Linked DNA regions of Sus scrofa: region 1 is linked to region 2. A link is a contact called in public Hi-C data. All regions are on one chromosome and are shown on one strand. The core of a region is the stretch at or near the end of the contact, and the rest is flanking DNA. Distances in the headings are between cores, read along the strand shown. Region 1 holds the start of B3GALNT2 (UDP-GalNAc:beta-1,3-N-acetylgalactosaminyltransferase 2). Region 2 holds the start of LGALS8 (galectin 8).

Region 1 (6,023 bases), core at 498-2,997, 860 kb before region 2:
TTGTTTATGGACCCTAAAAGATATTTAGGTCATAAATATCCTAAGAATACTCTACAATTAAACTCCAGTGGAGCTCACTCATCATACATAACTGAAAGAAACTAAAGGCGAATCCAACAGATGCTACAGAACATTTTATGGATATGGCACTCTTTCCTCAGCTCCATTTACAAAACCCTATAAACAAAACAAAAAAAATCCTCATCTGTTAACAGGTTAAATGCCCTGTAACACCGCACTTTCATTAAATCATTTAAATAGGGTCTCGATTCTATTCAGGTCACACGAAGAGCCTTTTTTAAAGAGCTCGTGGCTTCTCTAACACAAAGGGATTTTAAGAGATTGTTACCAGAATAAAGAACTCTAATTATAACAATGAGATTGCTTTGAGGACTGCCCGAATTAGTTTCCATACTTCCTAGGCACAGAGCCATCTCAGAATTCAGATATTCAATTCTAATCCTTGAAAATATTGGATAAGAAAACTTTCTAGGGGAGAAGTGGTAAGAACAAATTCCCAAGGTAGTTAAAAAACAAAACGACTATTTCCCCATCTTTAAAACAGCCGTCTAGGCTTTATTATACCTCCTAGGGCAAGCCCTTAAAAAGACAGAAAAGGGCAACCTTCAATGTTCAGAGCGGTGGAATTAGTTAAAAGAAAATCCACTGGGCTGTGGGGCAGAGCATTCTATTTATCAGGCTGGGAAGTGAATATGAACAAAGAGTTCTTTCCCATGAGAAACTAACTTTTGGAGCAAATGGATACAATCGTAGAGGAACTTGCTATTTTCGTGTATAATTCATTAGAAGGCTTTGCAAACCAAACTCTCAGGAATAACTCCATCCGCAGCCATGCCCTATTTCATGGCTAGATTTGTTTAACCGACTTACAACCACAGTTTTCAAAGAATACAAAGCAGAGTACGTTCTTAAAGCAAAGTTGTTCCTTAAAAGCAAACCCCAGCCACCTCTTTAAAAAGGCACAAAAACGTGATCCACGGACCCTAAGACCTCAAAGTCCTGATCCAATAAGACCAACAGCTGCGGGAGGAGCAGAGCCACCTGGGAGCCCGGCCCCGGGCGTTAACAGCTGCCCCTCGGGTTGAAGGACACATGGGGCTCAGCTCCCCGGGCAGGCGGGAAAGGCCTGGGGACAGCCGAAGGACTTGCAGTCGTCCGCACCGGTTTTGTGGTCATCAAGAAAAGCCGGGAGGTGAGAAACGGCGGAGACACGAAGAGAGAAAAGCGCCCTCCAGTTTGCCCGATGTTAACGCCGGGGAGATGAAAAGGGCCATTTGTTTCATCTGGGGACCGCCGGGTCGGCCCGTCCCCCAACCCAGACTCTCGGCCAGGCTCCGTGGAAGAAGCCGGCCGCTCGCCCGCCCGCCCGGCCCCAGGACCTCACCTGCGGGGCCGGCCCCCGAGGCGCGGGCGGGCGGCGGGGAGCGCAGCCGCAGCCAGAGGTGCAGCGCGGCCCCGAGCACACACGGGCACAGCAGCACCAGCCAGTTTCGCATTGGCCGCCCCCGCCGGCTCCACCTCGCGCCCCCACCGCGCGCCGGGCTCTCCCGCGTCCCGGCGGACAGGGAGGGGCCCTGAAAGTAAGGAGGCCGGGGGCAGTGGCCGACTCCCGCGCGACTACTCCGGGAACGCCCGCCCTCGTGCCCGCCGCCGTCTAGGTCTCTCTCGGCTTAGGCTCCTCCGACCGCTGGCGGCTGCGCCTCCGCCGGCCAGAGCCCCGCCCCCTTTCCTGGGCCTTCCCCGGCCCCGCCCACCTTTTCTCTCACTCGCCCCGCCCTCTTCTAGCTTGTCCCCTCCCACTTCCCCTAGCCGGCCGGGAGCTGAAGTCCCGCTCTGAGCTTAAGGAGGAAGTGCCCCCGTGATCCGATGGCTGGGAAACCACATTTCCCACAACCCCACGCACTCGCTTCCGTCACTCGGCGATCGCGTAAGCAAAGCGCGAGGCCTCACACAGAGCATGCGCAGCCCTGCTCCATGTTTACTGCCCCCCGGTGGCGGAGGAGAGGTAGTGCCGGACAACCCAGCGCTCAGGGGCCGCCCCAACCCCGGGAGAGAAATAATAGCTGGGGTGAAGGGCGCCGGTTGCCTAAGATTTAAAGGAGATCTTGAGACAAGACAGTTTTAAATCACGCAGAGCTTCCTTAGGCCGAATGCTAGCCTCGTGTAAGAGATGGGATCTTGCTGGCATCTACTGGGCGCGGAGATCGGGGCGGGGCAGCCCAAATGCCCGTGTCTTCAGCGGTGAATCATCAAGTATTAGTTCTGGTGCTTCGGTACCCGGCTCTAAGAACTCAGGATGAGTAAGACCAAGCCCAAGGGATCAAGCTGTGCAGTACGACAGCGATGGCCGAATGGAAGGTACATTACACGTGCTCAGATTTCAAACTGGCGCTGGAAAGTTGCGAGAAGAACCGGGTGCACTCACACCTGCTATTGGACGTGAGCCGCTAGAAAATGCGGGCTCCGAGGCACCTGTGGGAAGGACCTGCTGCGACCCTCCGGGATACAGTCCTGCCCTGGGCCCCGAGGGCGTCACCCGTTCCGGCCTGCCTGCGGCCAAACGCAAAAGTGTCCTAGTTGAGGAGCCTGAAGATCAGGGTACCGATGTTCAGAAGATGGTGCAGAGGATGAACATGAGGATGAACTATATTGTTGGAAAAACCCTTGGTTGAAAGCCCCAGGAAATCCACTTCAAACAGGCTTAAGGAAAAAAGGGTAATTTATTCAAGTCACTGAACAGTCCAGGAGATGTCTTAGGCACTGTCAGTACCATAGTCTCACTGAGGGGCAATTTAATTTCCTCTATTAAAATTATTTTTGGAGTTCCCTTCAGTGCCTCAGGGAAAGGAATCTGACTAGTATCCATGAGGACGCAGGTTGGATCCTTAGCCTTACTCAGTGGGTTAAGGATCCTGCCTTGCCATGAGCTATGCTGTAGGTGCCAGACTCGGCTTGGAGCTGACGTTGCTGTGGCTATGGCCTAGGCTGGCAGCTACAGCTCCAATTCACCCCTAGGTGGGGAACCTCCATATGCTGCTGCTGCGGCCCTAATAAATAAATAAATAAAATTATTTTTTATTGTTTTGTAATATGGTCTGCACTGTAATTTTAAAATGTTTTAATTGCTGTACAAAAGCTATAAGCGTAAGGATTTTATACTATTTGTACTATTTAAATAAAATAATAAACAATTTAATATGGTGTCAGAAGTAAATTTTTCCCTTTAAAGGAATTTGTATGTTCATTAGTTATCTATTGCTACCCAACAAATTACTCCAAAACTCTTAAAACAACAAGAATCACTTATTGTGCCTCACAATTTCTGAGTCAGGAATTGGGGAGCTACATTCAGGTTCAGGATCTCCCATATAGTTGGAGGCAGATGTCCACTGGGGCTGTGGTCATCAGAAGGCAGGACTAGGCGTCCTCAGTGCCTCACTTCCCCGGCTGGCAAGTTGGGGTTCTCTTTCCGCCTCTCTGAGTTGGTCTCTAAGTGGGTCTCTCCAACAAGCTGCATTAGAGTCCCCACACCATGGTGGCTTGCTTCCCCAGGAACTGGAGACCCAAGAGACTGCTGAGCATAGTGCAAGACCTTTGAGGATGAATCCTTGGAAGACACGCTGTCACTTCAGAGGTGTTCTATTGGTCACACAGACCAGCCCTGATTGACTGTGGTAGGGGCCACACCAGGGCATGAGCCCAGGAGGCAAGGATGGTTGTGGGGTCAATTTGGAAGCTGGCTGCCAGAGTATATCATGCAAATCTGAGAAACACTACTATGTCTAAACAGCTTGGGGGAGTCTTTAGAGCTCCTACACATTCTCCATGGCCCCTGAATACCCTGAAGACAAGAAAAACAAGTTATCATTTTTGTGAGAAATGTGGGATTAGTAGGTTGTTATCATTGTGGCTCCTGGGCAAATGTCACCAAGATCTGTGTGCCCCTTTCTCAGAATATTGTTTACATATTGCAACAGGAAGGAGAATACCTAATGTCTACACATTTCTTGTGAGACATTCTTCTTTGTTTAGAAACTGCTCACCTGCTTTCTGTGTGTCAAAGAAACTCTCAAGAAATTAATAATTGGTTGTCATGAAGGATGTCCTTTGTTTGTTTTGTTTAGTTGGTTTTTATTGTTTTGCTTTATAAGGGCTGCACCTGCAGCATATGGAAATTCCCAGGCTAGGGGTTGAATCAGAGCTGCAGCTGCCAGCCTATACCACAGCCACAGCAACACCAGATCTGATCCGTGTCTGCGACCCACACCACAGCTCACAGCAACGCTGGATTCTTAACCCATTGAGTGAGGCCAGGGATTGAACCCACATCCTCATGGATACAAGTCAGGTTCGTAACCCGCTGAGACACAATGGAAATTCCCGGGATGTCCTGGGTTTTTTTATCCTCAAGAAAGGCAATAAAATCTCTCTTGACATCCTGAAATTTTCTTTTTGTGATTAGAGAATTATAATGAGTTAATCCCCAAGAGGAATAATCCATAATTTAGGCAGATCTATTAATTCAGATACTCATTGAGCACCTATTATGAGCTAGGTATTTTTGTAGGCTCTTGGGATAAACTGATGAACGAGATAAAGACCCCTGTGGTGTGGTGATGGGGGCAGGGACAGACTATAGACTCTATATATAATAAGTACATTTTATCAGCATGTGGAAGATGATAAGTGCTATAGAAAATGACAAAAAAATAGAGCAGGGTAGGAGAATTGGGAATGTGTGACTGAAATGTGCAGACTGCAGTATTTTTTTCTTTTAAATCCCACCTTTTATTTATTTAAAAAAATTTTTTTTCATTTTTGGCCACCCCTCAGCATATGGAGTTCCTGGGCCAGGGATCAGATCCAAGCCACAGTCATGACCTAAGCCGCAGCTGTGCCAAGCTGGGGAGTGAACCTGCGACCCAGTGCTCCCAAGATGCCACCGATCCCTTTTCACCACAGTGGGAACTCCAGATTGCAGTATTAAATAACAATATTTGAACAAGTGTTCAGAATTACAATGGGCACTAAAGTGAGGAATGAACAAAACTATCCTAAAATATTTACTAATCAAGATGCTCCTTCCAGGAGTTCCTTTTTCATGGCTCAGTGGTTAACAAACCTGACTAGTATCCATGAGGATTCGGGTTTGATTCTTGGCCTTGCTCAGTGGGTTAAGGATCCAGCATTGCCGTGAGCTGTGGTGTAGGTCGAAGATGCAGCTTGGATCTGGTGTAGCTGTGGCTCCAATTTAACCTCTAGCCTGGGAACTCCATATGCCACAGGTGTGGCCCTAAAAATAAAAAAAATTTTTAAAAAAGATGTTCCTTCCAGAGTTCTCGTTGAGGCTCAGCAGACTAAGAACTTGACATAGTGTCCGTGAAGATTCAGGTTCAATCCCTGCCCTCGCTCAGTGGGTTAAGGACCCAGCAACGCTGTGAGCTGTGGTGTAGGTCATAGACATGGCTTGGGTCACACACTGCTGTGGCTGTGGCACAGGTGGGCAGCTGCAGCTTTGATTCATCTCCTAGCCTGGGAGCTTCCATATGCTGCAAGTGCGGCCCTAAAAAAAATAAAAAGATTTTCCTTCCCATTATCAAGATGCTTAACCTATAGAGGAAACGTCATGGCATCCGACAGGTCTATAATGGAGAGTTATGAGTAACTTTTTAGCATCTGCAGCTCTCATCACAGTGGGCGCTGCCTCTATCATGTGTTGATAGGACCAGTTGCCCTTCCCCCACTTGTTATCTATTATCACCTGATAAACTTAAGACTAAAGTGGGTAAAGATGATAAAAGAGACTATATGCATAAGGGAAAGATAAACATTTTTAAACTTAGAGATAATGTAAACAGTCTGTGGGGTGAAGGTGTGCATAGGTGGCTGCATCAATTTTACATTCTCACCCACAGGGCACAAAGGTTCCTTTTCTCCACATCCTCACCAACACTTGCCTTTTCTCTCTCTCTCTCTCTCTTTTAGGGCTTCTCTCTCTCTCT
Region 2 (5,716 bases), core at 899-3,398:
TAGTGTCAGACCTCCGTGGCCCTTGGCGGACTCTGGTCACGCTCTTTGGAGATGCCGAGTCATTGGACGTTAGGAGACGCAAGTCTTCCGAATTGTTTTGATCACCCGTGCAGCATCGGGATGGCTTCTGGTTGATTACCGCAGTCCTGTGCCTGTGTTTATTTCAAGGAATGATCGGTTTTACCTGAGCCTATGGTTTAAATTGGGTCGCTCCCTGTTCACGACGTAAATTAGGCTTGTGGCCATGGCATCTCTGTATCCTTTTCTTTTGCTCTTGTTGATGTTTCCTGAGTTTGGCGGAGCACAAACAACAGTTTGGAGGTTTTGACCAACGTGTAAGTTAATAGGTGGGAGTTACATATATAAACCAAGAGGGGTGCAGCGTTTGCTTCTTTCTCTTCCTCTTTGCCTCCCTCCCTCCCTTTTTCCTTCCTCTTCCCCTCCCTCCCTACCTTCTTCCTTTCTTAGCTTTAATGAAGTTTATTTAACAAATAGAAAATGTATATTTTTAGGGCATAGCTCTTGATGTTTTGACTACACCCATTTATTTTTCTTACAGATCTTAGACCAGGCCAAGTACTCTGATTAGGGGGTCACAAGCTGAAATTCAGGTGTTATCCGGTTTGGGCTGTATTTTCTGGGGAAGAATCCACTTCCAGGATACTTGAGTTTGTCTCCAGAGTTCATTTCGTTACAGTTTCCTAGTCTGCCCACCTACACGCCATCTCAGATGCCAGCAGTAGTGTGTTAAATTCTTTTCGTGCTTCAAATCTCTGATTTCCTCTTCTATCACACTTCTCTGGCTTCTTTCTTTATTAAGGGCTTGTGTAATTACATTGGGTCCACCGGATAATCCAGGACAATCCCTATCGACATCAGCTGGTTGGTATCCTTTAATTACACCTGCAAAATCTCTCTTGCTGTGTAACATGGCTTAACCGGTTACTCAGCTTATGTTACATCCAGTGTTGGAGATTCAGTTTTTTCTTAACAGAGGCAAAGTAATAGATTTGGTCAGTGTGTATTGAACTTTGATGACAGAATTGGTGGAAGGAAAATGTTGGAAGCTTTAGTTTCGTTTCTCTCTTAGTTCTGCTTAGTCATCGAGTCTTCCGTGGTTTAAATGTAGTACTGATGGATACTTTTTTTTTGCTACAGGGAAAACTATCTCATTAATATTTGAGGCATCGAATTTTTTTTCTTTTGACTTGTTTAATTTGGAGGAGGTAAAGCAACCCCTTCTACTAAATAACAGTAGATAAAACTTAGCATGTACTGTTCCAATGTTTTATTAAGTAATGTAAACCCTCAGAACAAACCTATGAGGTGAATGCTATTATTATTCTTATTTTACAGGTAAGAAAAGTTAAATGAACCTCTCTGATAGTTGTATAGGAGTATTTGCTATTATTTTGTTTTAGGTTTTTTGTTTTTTGTTTGTTTTGGTCTGTACCTGTGGCATGCAGAAGTTCTTGGACCAGGGATTAAACTCATGTCACAGCAGTGACCGCCAGGTCCTTAACCCACTGCACCACCAGGGAACTTCTAGTATTCTTAATAAGTTTTTGTTTGTTTGTTTGTTTGTTTCTTTTTTAGGGCTGTACCTGCAGTATATGGAAGTTCCCAGGCTAAGAGTTGAACCAGAGTTGTAGCTGCCAGCCTATGCCACAGCTGCATATGCGACCTACGCTGTGATCTTAACCCACTCATCGAGGCAGGGATAGAACCCACATCCTTTTGGGTACTAGTCATGTTCTTAACCCGCTGAGCCACAGTGGGAACTCTCAACAATAAGTATTTTTAATAAAATTTTCAAGTTAGAAATTTTCTACTGATGTACTTTTAAAATCAGTATTTCCTGGAATTATAATGCAAAATTATTTAGTAAAATACATGGGATAAGAATTTCAGTCAGATCTTTGATTGTAATACCATCTGGTTATTTGGTAAATATTAGTAAAATAATTTATATATTTTAAAAAGTTGTGAAGAAAAATAATGCACACTTATTTTTCTTTCCCTCTTATTTTGATTTTACACAGGGCAAGTGCCTCAGTTTCAATCTGGAAATTCTTTAAATGAAACCTGTTTAAAATCTTAGGCCATACCCAGAAGAGAGACCCCGGTCAACAAAAAGGTGGAAAAGAATGACGTTGTCCTTAAATAATCTGCAAAATGTCATCTACAACCCGGTAACTGATTTCTATAAACTTTTTGCCTGTGCCAGGGTTGAGAACAAATCCATTTGGATAGTAATTATCCATTGCTGGGGTGGGGAGGGCAAGAGTAAAATTCAGTAAATGTTAAGTGGTGTATCTGCCATGTGATAGGGACTCTGGTGGGCCCTGTCCAACAGATACAGCCCTTGGAGCCCCTGGATGCTCAAGTCAGATTGCCCCAGAACACGCCTTTCTGCATCTGGGGAGTCAGCCAACTGCGCATCAGATAGTGCGTGTTTACTGGAAGAAAAAAAAAAAAAATCCAAGCGTGAGTGGATTCAGACCCGCACAGTTCAAACCTGTGTTGTTCGAGGGTCATATGTTATGAATGGAGAGCATGGGCATACAGATGGAGGGAACTTGGCTGTGGTGGTGGTGGGAAGGTTCAGAACATCCCAAGACATAATTTTCAAAGGAAAATGGATTTCTTACTCTACAAGTTTTAATTTTTCTTTTAAAATTAGACCTGTTTGTGAGAAGTTAACATCTCAGCTTTTCTCCCTGCCCCTCAAATACCTCGTGGTACCTGAGCAGAGAATGTCAAAAACTAGTGAGGTGGAGAATGAAAAAAATTAGCAGTCTTGTTCCAGGCACCCTGAATGTAATTGCTGGAAATTTCAGTGTATTTCCTGGGAAGTAACAAACTTGTTTTAGTTTCATGTAGTGTGAGAATCTTTAGAGATGTTTCATTTCCATGTGTCTGAAGCTGAACTTAAGTCTGAGATGGAGTTGCTTTTTTTTGGTAACCCTCTAGGAGATTCTTGGTAAGAATCCTTCAAGTAAGGCCTTCAACCAGTCCTATTAGTGTAAGTAAGTGGGTTCAGGTTTCTGTTGTTTGCTTTGTAGCTGCAGCCCTTTTTTTTCCCTAGGGGTTAATGCCATTGTGTAAGAATGAGGTACAACCGCCATATAAAGCAATGTCTGTTTTAGAAAAAATAGCCTTTAGTCATAGTAGGTTTAAAAAGGAAAACTTGCTGGATTTGAAGTCAGCAGGACATTTAAAATGATGTTGTGCATCCAAGGTTAAAAACTTCATATTGTAGACTGACTTTCTCCAAAGTTGTTTTTTTTTTTGTTTTTTTGTTTTGTTTTGTTTTTGTCTTTTTAGGGCTGCACTCTGAGCACATGGAAGTTCCCAGACTAGGAGTTGAATTGGAGCTGCAGCTGCCGGCCTACACCACAGCCACAGCCACACCAGATCCAAGCCATGTCTGTGACCTACACCACAGCTCATGGCAACGCCGGATGCTTAACCCACTGAGTGAGGCCGTGGATGGAACCTATATCCTCATGGATACTAGTTGGGTTCATTACCACTGAGCCACAGTGGGAATTCCTCCAAAGCTGTTTTGTTTTTGTTTTTGTTTTTCTCTTTCTCCTTTTCCTAAATGCTGCCTGTCAAGGGTTACTGAAGTGTAATCTTGGCTCAAGCCAGGAGGAATGGATGGTCAGGTTATACTTTCAGTTCTGGTCTTCATCACAGAGATGCCTTATTTGAATGTTATTAGAAAATAATTTTATAGATTAAATACCTGCATATCCCTGTATAATGATGAACTGGTAATTTCCGGGGTTAGCACCTTCAGCTACAGACTTGAAACAAAAATAAGCCAGCGCTTCATTTCCCGAGAAAGGGGAACTGAGGGGTAGTGCTGCTTTAGACCAGCAGCTGCACTTAGGGCTCCCAGTGGCCTCTGCTGCACTGGGGACAGGTCATGATACCACATTTCCAGAGTAAATTTTTTTTTTTGCATTGTGGCTATTTTCTTAGTGATCAGTTCTAACAACAAGGAAGTGTTGAGTTTCTACTATAGTTTTACTAAGCCTTATGAAGACAGAACTGCTACCTTTTTATTTTAATTTCTTAATGTTTGTGAAGTTTTGGTCCACATTGGTGGTAGACAGATTCTGTCCATATGAATTCTTGAAAAATATAGAGTGTATAACTGGCCTGTGTAATTTTTTTCATTTTTAGTATATTTCATTGACTAGTTCAGCTGATAGAATTCCAAGACTTAAAAAAGTCAGGTTCACTTCTCTTTCCATTTAAAGTTAGTCAGTAATTTTCATCATACCAGAAATACTTTCAGTGAAACCTCTTGTTTGGCAACTCAGTATCTACTTACAGTTTTTTGTTTTTGCTTTTTAGGGCCTCACCTGCAGCATATGGAAGCTCCCAGACCAGGGGTCAAATTGAAGCTGCAGCTGCTGGCCTACACCACAGCCACAGTCACTTGGGATCTGAGCTGTATCTGTAACCTATGCTGCAGCTTGTGGCCACTTGGGTTCCTCAACCGAGGAGCTCAGGGAGGGAACCCACATCCTCATGAATACCAGTCAGGTTCCTAACCTGCTGAGCAGCAGCAGGAACTCCTTCTACTTAAATATTTTATTATTGTTGTTTATAGAGTTCTTAAGATATGGTTAGGTGTTAGCTAGTTGAAAAGTTACTTAGAAATTAAACAGATTGGTTGTCACTCCAAGTTAATAAACCACTTAACATTAATCCCACCTGGTGCTGAAAAGCTCATCATTCCAGTTTCCTTAGGCATCTTACCTCCACATTTATCCTTTCTCCTTAGTGTCCTAAGTACTTCCCTTTCTACCTTGCAGTTTAATCTTAAAACACAAAATAATAAAAAGCTTTCTTTTTTAGCCTCTGAGGTTCTTTCCTGCCTTTGTTCCCTTGCTCTTCCTTTGTTGATCTCCTTCCTGAGAGACTTGATTTCTGCTGTCCTGATTTCCTCACCATGGCTTTGCCCTCTGATCTTTTACTCTCTTAATTTCTTTTATTTTTTATTTTTTCCAGTTTCTTTTCTCTTTTGCTTTTCTAGGGACGCCCTTGTGGCACATGGAGGTTCCCAGGCTAGGGGACAAATCGGAGCTACAGCTTCCAGCCTACACCACAGCCACAGCAATGAAGGATCGGAGCCGTGTCTGCAACCTATACCACAGCTCACGGCAACGCCAGATCCTTAACCCACTGAGCGAGGCCAGGGATTGAACCCGCAACCTAATGATTCCTAGTTGGATTCGTTTCCACTGTACCACGACAGGGACTCTGAGTTTCTTATTCTTTTTAAAGAAATTTATTATAGTTGATTTACAGTGTTCTGTCAATTACTCTCAATTTCTTTCTTGTCTTTACTAATCTCATTTGCAGTGGTTCTCTGTTTTTTTGATGTCTTTACTGATCACCTTTTAAATGTGATAGATACAGTTTATCTACAGTTCTGCCCTTTCACCCAGGGTGAATCTCCAGCTCTCTCATATGCCCTGCCAGCTCTTCCATTGTGAGTTAAAACAAAACTCCCATCTTCCTTCCCTAACCAGCTTCTCTATTGTGGTTTTCCATTTCTCTCACTGTCCTGATTTTGGAGAGATAGAGATAGTGAGTGGTGGTTTGAGCTGAGATTTTAATTTTCTGTTCAGGAATTGAACCTGGGCAGCCTGGTGGAAAACCAGGAATCCTAGCCATTAGACCAGCTAGAGGCTAA

What was found. A called contact is a pair of places that touch in the nucleus more often than the background predicts.
Region 1: a contact with region 2 is called in a Hi-C map of liver, with 5 times the contacts expected there. The contact joins the promoter of B3GALNT2 here to the promoter of LGALS8 in region 2. A contact is called at or near these places in 1 of 47 Hi-C or Micro-C datasets (liver) and 1 of 2 datasets of contacts at active chromatin or transcription factors (alveolar macrophages).

What each region holds. Positions count from the first base shown.
Region 1 is chr14:55,745,133-55,751,155 of Sscrofa11.1, reverse strand. B3GALNT2 (UDP-GalNAc:beta-1,3-N-acetylgalactosaminyltransferase 2) reads right to left here and starts at 1,747. Exons shown (of 12, transcript XM_021074398.1): 1 at 1,406-1,747. The coding sequence starts at 1,517.
Region 2 is chr14:54,885,503-54,891,218 of Sscrofa11.1, reverse strand. LGALS8 (galectin 8) reads left to right here and starts at 2,148. Exons shown (of 9, transcript NM_001142827.1): 1 at 2,148-2,192. The coding sequence starts at 2,148.